Linked DNA regions of Mus musculus: all the other regions are linked to region 1. The links are chromatin contacts, called in public HiChIP or PLAC-seq maps. All regions are on one chromosome and are shown on one strand. The core of a region is the stretch at or near the end of the contact, and the rest is flanking DNA. Distances in the headings are between cores, read along the strand shown.

Region 1 (3,187 bases), core at 67-2,566:
CAACAACAACCCCACAGCCTGGCTATTGGTGGCATCTGGACCACAGGGTACAGTAAGCACCAGGGACTCGGTACTGGCAGAACGTGGGGCCCGCAGGATGCCATACACGTTGGTACCTGACACCATCTGCACAAAGAGTTGATGGGAAAGCCTCAGCAGACCCTCCAGCGGACAGCCTGAAGCCTGTCTTTTTTCCTGGCACTTCAATGCCCACCACTAAAGTTCTTCAGACCATCCCTCCCAGAGTTTCTTGGTTTCAGGGCACTTCAACAAGACACCCAACCCAGGCCACCCTTCCAATGTGCTTTTCTCCCAGGCACACCCCTTTCCCTCAATACATAGCGCTCGTGGGTCTCATCCGGGAAGGGTAGTTTGCGGGAGAAGCTCTGGGTGTAGACCTCCAGCCCTACGGATCGCATGGACCGTTCCAGCCAGGCTACTGGCAGAGCCCTGGAGACACAAAAGATAGCCTCTAAGTAGAGCTCCCTGGTCTCGGCCGCCCCTGAAATCCCCAGCCCGCTGCTAGGCACTCACCCCGGCTTCTTGCGGTGGGCAGCGAAGTCCCGGGCAAAGCTCCGAGCGCGGTCTCCACCTACAAACTGTTCCTCCACCATGGTGGAGCCCATGGCATTCTCAGACATGTAAGTGCGCTGGGTTAACGGCGGAAAAGCCAGCGCCAGAAACCAGGCGATCCCGGCCACGTAGCTCAGCACACTGCGAGAGAGTACAGAGTGGGCTCGGAATTAGCCCGACCTGGAACGCTAGCTCGTGGCTTCCACCATGACCCAGAGGGTCCAGCGGGATGGTCCAAGCCATTAAGAACCCGGAGCCAAAGCCGGGCAGTGGCAGCACACGCTGTTAATCCCAGCATTCAGGGGGCAGAGGCAGGTACAGGCGGATCTGAGTTCGAGGCTAGTCTGGTCTACAGAATAAGTTCCAGGACAACCAGGGCTGCACAGAGAAATCCTGCCTCCGGAAAGGAAAAAAGATCTAAGACCCTAGATCAGCGATGGATAGGGACCAGAGCTCTAAGCTCAGTGTCTGAGTGACACTTGCAAAGAGGTCGCAGACCCTGGAGCAGTAGGCGCGTGTGGAGCCACAGCAGCTCAAGTTCCCGCCAGTCCCGCCCCCTGTGCCCGCCCTCACCAGAGAGGTGTGTTAAGGCGCAAGACGATGCGGGCGAGCGCGCGCCGGCGCACCGGGTCCGACAGGAGACCCATGGCGGGGCGCGGGGCTCTGCTCTCGCGGCAGCTTGACACCTCCAAGAGCAGGGTTCCTGTCGGACCCGGCGCCCGGTGCTGCCTTAATTTCCGGTCCCAGGATCCATCGCGCCACTACTCTTGGTAGCGGCAGACGGAGTTGGGAAACCAGATTGTGCGCATGCTCACAACTGAGGTCGCCAGCTCTGCGCGTGCTCAAAACTGAGGTAGGCTGGAGAAGTACGGGATGCAGTCATGGCCAGTGGGCGGAACTGGAACCTGGGGCTGTGAAGCTGCGGGCGAGCAGCTGGAAGGCGGGACGCTGGCGGATCTCACGACAGAGCAGCGACAGTGTGCCTGCCTAAAGGTTCTCGGGAGTGTAACGCAGGTGGGTAGAGAGCTAGAACGACGAGAAAAGACTGATGCCTGCTGAAGTGAGATACTGAATGACAGTGTTGTAGCTATGACTTGAGGGACCCGTGTGAACTGAGGATTCGACGCTAAATCATTTCTGTGGATGTCATGAACCTTAAGACAGTGGGCTCACTGGCACAGTGGGCGAGTTGGTGGCCAGAGGAGATGGGTGGTGGTGGCGATGAAGGTAGTTTCTCTAAAAGGTTGCAGGGGTAAGGGCCTAAGGATAGATGGCCAAGAAGCAACAAAAGGTGGCTATCCTCCTAGAGCCCAAAGTAAGCGGGAGGAAAGGCCCAAGGAAAGAAGACATTAGTCCAGTGGTTCTTAACATTCTGACCTTTAATACCGTTCCTCATGTTGTGATGATCCTCAAACATAAAATTATTTGGCTGATTCTGAATAGCTAATTTTGCCGTTACGTCATAATGTCATCTCTTAATGATGGACACCCATAGCCAGCTGAGTGCAACCTCGGCCTTGTGCTCCTGTCCCTGATGGGCTGTGTAAGCATGGCACACTCCTTAGCTGGAGGACTTGAGTGACCAACATAGGCGAAGGGGGAAACTCCAATTTGTAAGCTGATTCCAACTTGAGTTTGTTGGTCCCCGGTTTGAACTGTGGTTAATAGAAATACCACCGACAAGTCCAAGAAGAAACTGCCCTGGGCCAGAGCCAATCAGGGAAATAGAGGGAAAGTGCCTACCATTGCAACGGTTACAGATAAATTGCTCATCACTGACCAAACCCTGTGCATCGAGATACCTCTTTGTGCCGGGCGGTGGTGGCACACGCCTTTAATCCCAGCACTCAGGAGGCAGAGGCAGGCCTGGTCTACAGAGTGAGTTCCAGGACAGCCAGGGCTACACAGAGAAACCCTGTCTCAAAAAAACAGGAAAAAAAAAAAGATAACTTTGCGAAATAAGGCAACTGACAGGCAGGAGACCCCTGCTCCCTGATCAAACTAGTATAAAAACCCTGCCTAATTGAGGCTCAGGGCTCTCAGCACAAATCTGGTGTGTTGGAGGAGTCTGAGGTCCAAGCTTAAGGGTGAAGAAAGTCTGAATTCGCATGCAGATTCATACTCCCAGGGGTCTTTGCGGACCCTAATATCTGGGCAGGCACAACAGGTGCACCCTTGCTCTTCCTAGCACAAGTGCTCTCTCCACTTAGGGACTGCACTATAAACTGCGCTGTAGGGCCCTGAGCAGCTTTTAAGTGCTGTACAGTAAGGTGTACTCGGGAGAAGAACAGGCCTTTATTCTGGAAAGGGGTGGTTGCCACTCAGTCCCCCAGTGAGACAGAGGCCTCCTGCACGTGCTGTCGGACGACAAGGTCCAGCAGAGTGTGCACACCTCGGGCCGCCTGGGCAGCAGCCTCTAGCACCTGCTCCAAGTGGTCTTCGTGCAGCCTCGAGTCCATCTCAAGCAGTGCGATCTGGCCGGAGGCGGGCAGCAGGGCCAGGGCGAGCTGGGGCCCTCCAGCTGCTTCCTCCACGTGGCTGAGGTCCGCTAGTGCTGTGCCATCCACAAAGCCAGCTGAACATGCGCATACAAAGTCCCGCATAGGTATCCCAG
Region 2 (3,084 bases), core at 108-2,607, 590 kb before region 1:
GCTGTTCTTGCTCCCTATCTCCCAGACATTTCCTCCTCCAGCCCCATGCTTTGTGTGTAGCCTCAGCTGTCCTGGAATTTGTTCTATAGACCAGGCTGGCCCCAAACTCACAGAGATTGGCCCTCTGACTCTGCCTCTGCCTCCTCTGCCTCTGCCAGTATTTTGTAACAGAAGACACGTAACCACTACAATTAGAGAAATAAAAATTGAAGCCATAACGGAGGGTAGGATCGAGTGCTACTGAGATACTATATGCTTATACTAGAGTCCCTGACTTTAATTTCCAGCAGAGAATATGTGTGCATACAGGGCCACTAAGGGTCAGTCTGAGGAGCTGCGCACCACGGTATTTTGTTGTTTTATCTTTTGAAAGGGCTTCTCAACAGGTCAGAACCTGAAGCTTGCCAGTGACTCTAGACTGGCTGGCCAGAGAGCCCTACACAGCTCGGCCTTGTTCCGCCTCCCCTGTGCTGGGGTTCTAAGCAAGCACTATTACACCCAGCCTTTTCACATGGATACGAGTGATTAAACTCAGCCTCGTGCACGTTTGTCAAACACCCAGTCTGTTGTACATTCCTCTAGCCCTGGAATAACTCAATTTTTTTTAAAGATTTATTTCATGTATGTGAGTACACTGTAGTTGTCTTCAGACACACCAGCAGAGGGCATCAGATCCCATTACAGATGGTTGTGAGCCACCATGAGGTTGCTGGGAATTGAACTCAGGACCTCTAGAAGAGCAGTTAATGCTCTTAACCGCTGAGCCTCTCTCCAGCCCCGAATAACTAAATTTCTAAAAGCCTGCTTACACCAAGTGTGGGCAAATACAAACAACAATTGGAACTGTCATACACTGCTAGTCTAGGGAATGTGTTGATGAGGACACAAGACAGACTGGCCGTCCCTTAAGAAGTTGAACACACACTACACTGTAAACTAAACCCAAGCAGCCCGAGTCAGCCTGATGGGTCTCGAGACCAGTGGTCCAGGCTGCCTGGCCACCAGGGAAATCGCTAGAGGGCAAGCACAGATCTTGGCGGAAGTGACCGAAGGCCCTCGGGAGAAGAGGGGCGGCAGGGAGGGGGCGAGGCCGGGAGGCACTCGGATTTGTAGGGACTGCGGCCGCCGCTTCCGCTACAGCCTCAAAGAGCAGGCGCGGTCCGGGTCAGCACGCGGTCTCTCTAGGCACAGCGGAGGCCTACGCTCTCGGTGGCCCCGGGGCGCAGGGCATCAAGTCCTGCAAGAAGAGCTGGAGGCGGACGGCCATCCGATCCTCCCGCGTCCCGGTCCGGGACTTGGGGTGGGGGTTGGGGGTGGGGACCTAGGGGCGGGGTCCCCTGAGATTGACGACTGCGCAGACGGGGCGGGACGGCCCCTTTGTCTTAGGGAGCCGAAGCTGCCGCCACAGGGCGAGAGGTTGCGGCAGATGGTGAGTGGCGCTCTGTCGGCTGCGCGGGACCCTCTCCTTCATCCGCACCCAAAGCTCCGCGCCCTCGCGTATGCCAGCCCTTCCCCCCGATGGATGGCTGCGGCCGGGCTGCTGACCCAGGCTGCACCCTCCGGTCCCTCGAACCCTCCAGGCCCCTCCCCGGGACCCTTCGCGGTGGCTCCCGCTAGCCCGGTCCGGAGTTCAGACGGTTCTGATGTGCATACGGTTTCCTACTGGTTGGTTAATTTGGTTTGGCTTGGGCAGTGGATGAGGTTTTGTCTGGTGAAATAACCGCGTCCCAGACTGCCCTGGAAGTCCTGGGTTCGCACGATCCTCTCCCATAACCCGGACTACAGTCAGGGCCACCATACAGCATTTTAAGTCCCATGCATCCTCAGCAGCGAAGGACATTTCTTGTCAAACTGAAGGTGCTCCGCTCTGCTCCCCATTAGCCCAGCTTCTTCTTGGATTTGTTTTATTTTTCTGCTGTTGCTCTCTTGTTACTTTGCAAAGGCCCCTTTTAATGGATGACAACTTCTCTAACGTGGCATTTTCTTGTTTAATTTTTTTATATGTATTTATGTGCTTTGCCTGCGTGTGTATCTGTACTGTATATCATGTGCATGCCTGGTGCCAACGGAGGCCAGAAGAGGGCATCGGGTTCCCTGGAATTGGCTGTGAGCCGCCATGTGGGTGCTGGGAATCAAGTGTGGGTCCTAGACGGGGGAAAAAAACGTGTGCTCTTAACCGCTGAGCCATCCCTCCAGCCTCCACATGTATGGCTCAGTTAGACACCTGAATCTGGATGTGCTGATGAGTGCTGCCATCCCCATCTCTGCCGCTTAGTAGCTTACTTGGTGAGTTCCAGGCCAGTAAGAGACCGTATTTCCCCGCCCCCGCCCCCCCCCCCCCCAATGGTGAAAGGTTTCTAAGGAATAACACCTAAGGTTGTCTGCTGGCCTCTATGTGCTTGCTGATGTGTAGGTACGCACGCACACACAGGAAAATTGTATACAATAATAGCTCCCTTGTATGTGGGCGATGAAGTATGGGCACAGCTGTATTCTCTAAGGCCAGAGAAGGACATTGGATGTCATGCCCACTGGCCCATCTCCCCAGCCCACAGTAGTTCTTTTAAATGTTACTCTGCCTAGCATCCTGACATAGTGAATGCATAGTGACACTAGAAGCAGTTTCCTGTGGAGCTCTCTAGAATGATTGGAATCAGGCACTCCTACTAATGCGTGTGGACATTCCTGTCACTAACATAAAAGGAAGGTTCCCCTGAGCTCCACTATAGAGATACTTAAAGCTGGGTGGACATTAGTTCTGATATTTTGCACACTGGGGATTTCCTTGTAGGGGACACAGAGAAGTGGAATGGGACTAACAGGTTAGAGCTAATAAGCCACCTTACCACCATATAGGTGACCAGTCCCTGGGGCTTTCTTGCCATACAGATGTTTCAATTTCCACCTCTGCGTTTGTCTTTTAGCTGTTTGCATTCCTGGTCAGATTGACCACCAGCTTGTATTCTTTTTCTGTATGTTAAAAACACACTTCCCTATGGGTTTTTTTTTTTTTTTTTTTTTTGCTTTCTTGTTTGTTTGTCTGTTTTTTACTCCATTGAGAAAGTGTCTTCTTTGATTTTATTT
Region 3 (3,081 bases), core at 320-2,819, 630 kb after region 1:
TGGTGGCTACTCTTGTCTAACTCTGGGAGAACTTGCCATCAGTACAGACATCGCAGCAGCAGTGGCCAAACCAGAACAGGGCCTGGCCACGACCAGGGAGGAAAGGCATGGGGGTCAGAGAAACAAAACCTCCCACTCAAAGACCCAGTGACCTGTACTGGGCTGGTCCTCAAGGATTAGCAAAAGGTGGGGGGCGGGGGGACACAGTTATCCCCACACAGGCCTGGGAATAGAAAGAAGGAACAGAGCAATCCTAAGCCTTCCCAGGCTTCTCTTACTGAGTCAGCTCAGGGTGGGGGAGTCCCACACTATCCACAGGGAGGCTGACCAATGCAACATGCACTTCCTCCACAGGGCACCTGAAAGGCATGGCCACCCTAGGAAGAAGAGTTCCTGGAGAACATGTTGCAGGCTGACTCCGTCTCCCTCCCTCCCTCCTTCCCTCTCTCCAATCTAACCCCTCCCCAGTTTGAGCTAGTCACTGTGGTATCAGGCATGCCTGGTTAGGATGGAGCCCTTGAGGGTTCTGTCCAAGTCCCAGTGCCTTCCTCTCTTCCTCTTCCTCTCCCTCTCCTCCCTCTCCTCCAGGAGACCTGATACACACACACACACACACACACACTGGATAGAATCAGCCAGCAACAAAGTACAATCTGACACCAGGAAGGAAGGTGGGCAAAGAGCCATGGGAACACCCGGGAGTGTTGTGACAGCAGCTTCTGCTTAGCAGCCCCTGGGGATGGGCAGGAGTACCCCAGAGCCTACACACATACTAAGAAACCCAAACACTCACTGACCCCTAGGAAATACCCAGACCGGAGAAGCAGAGAAGGTTAACATAATATCCCTTAGGCAAAGAGCAAACTAGTTTCCACTTCACCCCTGTGTTCCTGGAAGCCCAGGCACCCTCATCTCCAGACTCAGGAGCTTTGGAGGGGATGTATGTTGGGGAAAAGTAGTCAGGCTTCCCCGTGAAGTTCCGAAGGTTTTTGCTGTCTGCTGTCACAATCTAACCACTAATGGACACTGACTCCTACAGCGGGGCACGCAGAAGACACTGTTAGAGAAGGAGGCTTTCTAGACGTCAGAAAAAAACACGTGCTTGCTTGTGGAGGTGAGGGAGTGGGGGTTGTCACCCATCAGAACCAACTTCTTGGTTCTGAGACCCAAGGGGTTCTCTAGCTTCAGGGGAACCATCTAGACCGTGACTGCTCCAGTGTTACTCCCATCGGGCTGGAACACCGGCTCTGGTCTCTCCTTGGGACCTCAGTATCCCCACCTGGCATTCAGGGGAGCGGGTCCCAGGAAGGAAAGGCCGGGAAGGCCGCACTGCACAGCGCGGGGCAGGAGGCTGAAGACCCATATCCCTGCTCAGCCCCCACCTTGCGGATGCTGCCGTCGTCCTGCGGCCGAGAGCTTTCCTCGCCAGTGCCCTGGCCATCTGGCCTCTCCTCAAGGATCATCGCTGCTCGCTCGGACGCTGACTCCGAGAGGCTGCGAGCAGCAGGCCCCTCGCGCTCCAGGGAGGATCAGCCGCGCTGCTCCGACTGTCCCCCTCCTGGAGGGTCCGACTGACCGGTGCGGCAGAGCGCGGGCCCCGCCTGCAAAACTTGATGTTGTCCAATCAGAGGTGAGGGCTACTCCGATGGATAGAAACTACTACCAACCAGAGTGAGAGAAAGGCGGGCTCCAGGTAAGGGATCTGGTAACTCTTAGCAACCAGGGCCGCTCGCCGATCAGGGTACGCATGCGCAACGCTAGGTGTTAGGCGTGCGGAGAAAGTTAGGAAAAGACAAGCAGAACTGGGGGCGGCGACCAAGAGCCGCTGCAGCCTCTGCAGGGACTTCAAGGCTTTATCTCGTCACCCCGGCAACGGGACCCTCCAGGATTGCTCCAAAAATGTTTACAATGGGGTTTTTTAAACGGTTTGTTAGAGACAAGTGCTTGTGCTGATTCTAAAACAATGCCTGCTTTCTTCCCGGCACTAAGAGGCAAAGCGCCGCTGCGGTCCCCTTGCTTCCAGAACCGCCCCCAGAAACCTCGCCTCCGGGACCTGGTTATGCATTTTGTTTCCAGAGCCTACATTCTCCTTGACCTCCTTGTGCTTCCAGAACCGGATCGCCTTCCAGAACCCGAATTGGTTTTAAGAATTGGACTTTTTCCAGAACTCGAGCTCCTTGCAGGGCTTACTCCGAAGCACTTCTCAAATTCATGTGGGCTGGCTCACACTAGATGAGCTGAGAACACAGCCTAGAAATGAGTGGCTAGCCCTTTGTCAAGCTGCTCCAAAGGTCAGCCTCCTCCACGCTGCCCGCCACCCTGGTCACTGCTTGCCCTGACTGAGTCAGCGACTCAGTCTCTACGCCCCATCCCCCTCACACACACCTGGCTCTGTCATCCCCAGATCTAAATTTGCTCGGCTAAGCTCTTGGATGTCCCTGGACAGTGGGCCCCCGCCAGAAATGCTTCTCTCATCTGCCCCGCTAGCCTCTCCAAACTTCCTGGCATTTTTGATCCCAGGGCAGCATTGTCCCCTCCCCTCCCCTCCCCTCCCCTCCCCTCCCCTCCCCTCCCCTCCCCTCCCCTCCCCTCCCCTCCCCTCCCCTCCCCTCCCCTCCCCTCCTTTCTTTCCTTTTCTTTCCTCTAGTATCTTCCTGTGGAGTGTCACCTAATTTCACTTCTTCCTCCACTGACATCCTCATGAGCAGCCTCCTCCATCTCCGGGCTCTTATGCTGCCTAGGTGTGGTCATCACCTTAGAACTAAACAGAGACCACATGTGCTGTCACCTAGCACAGCTGTCACCCTCCTGCATAGGCACCCCTGAATTCAGACTTCTGTGTCTTCAGAATCCTGTGTGCTTAGACTGACATCCACCCAGCAAAGCATGCCTGACTAAAGCAACTGTTTCTCTTAAAGATTTATTTTAATGTGTGTGTGTGTGTGTGTTTCTGCAGATGAGCACTGTGCCTGCAGAGTCCAGAAAAGGGTACTTGAACCCCAGGAACAAGAGACTACAGGTAGTTGTGAACTATTGAATGTAGGAGCTGGAAACCTAACTTTGGCCTTGCGTTAGACTGGT

The links. HiChIP or PLAC-seq counts read pairs in DNA pulled down with a chosen protein or histone mark.
Region 2: an H3K4me3 HiChIP or PLAC-seq map of the SCID.adh cell line shows a contact between it and region 1, with 11 read pairs. The contact joins the promoter of Zfp647 here to the promoter of Gpaa1 in region 1. A contact is called at or near these places in 2 of 39 promoter capture datasets (the C10 cell line and cranial neural crest) and 1 of 115 datasets of contacts at active chromatin or transcription factors (the SCID.adh cell line).
Region 3: a contact with region 1 is called in an H3K27ac HiChIP or PLAC-seq map of microglia, with 4 times the contacts expected there. The contact joins the promoter of Rhpn1 here to the promoter of Gpaa1 in region 1. A contact is called at or near these places in 2 of 115 datasets of contacts at active chromatin or transcription factors (microglia and pancreatic cancer cells) and 1 of 9 other capture datasets (embryonic stem cells).

The regions. Positions count from the first base shown.
Region 1 is chr15:76,329,423-76,332,609 of GRCm38.p6, reverse strand. It overlaps Gpaa1 (GPI anchor attachment protein 1), which reads right to left and starts at 1,316. Exons shown (of 12, transcript NM_010331.2): 1 at 1,147-1,316; 2 at 535-714; 3 at 339-450; 4 at 1-126. The coding sequence starts at 1,220. Exosc4 (exosome component 4) reads right to left here. Exons shown (of 3, transcript NM_175399.4): 3 at 1,940-3,187. The coding sequence ends at 2,895. It also overlaps a transcript of Oplah not described here.
Region 2 is chr15:76,923,721-76,926,804 of GRCm38.p6, reverse strand. Zfp647 (zinc finger protein 647) reads left to right here and starts at 1,357. Exons shown (of 5, transcript NM_172817.3): 1 at 1,357-1,429.
Region 3 is chr15:75,702,776-75,705,856 of GRCm38.p6, reverse strand. It overlaps Rhpn1 (rhophilin, Rho GTPase binding protein 1), which reads right to left and starts at 1,569. Exons shown (of 15, transcript NM_001163465.1): 1 at 1,383-1,569. The coding sequence starts at 1,463.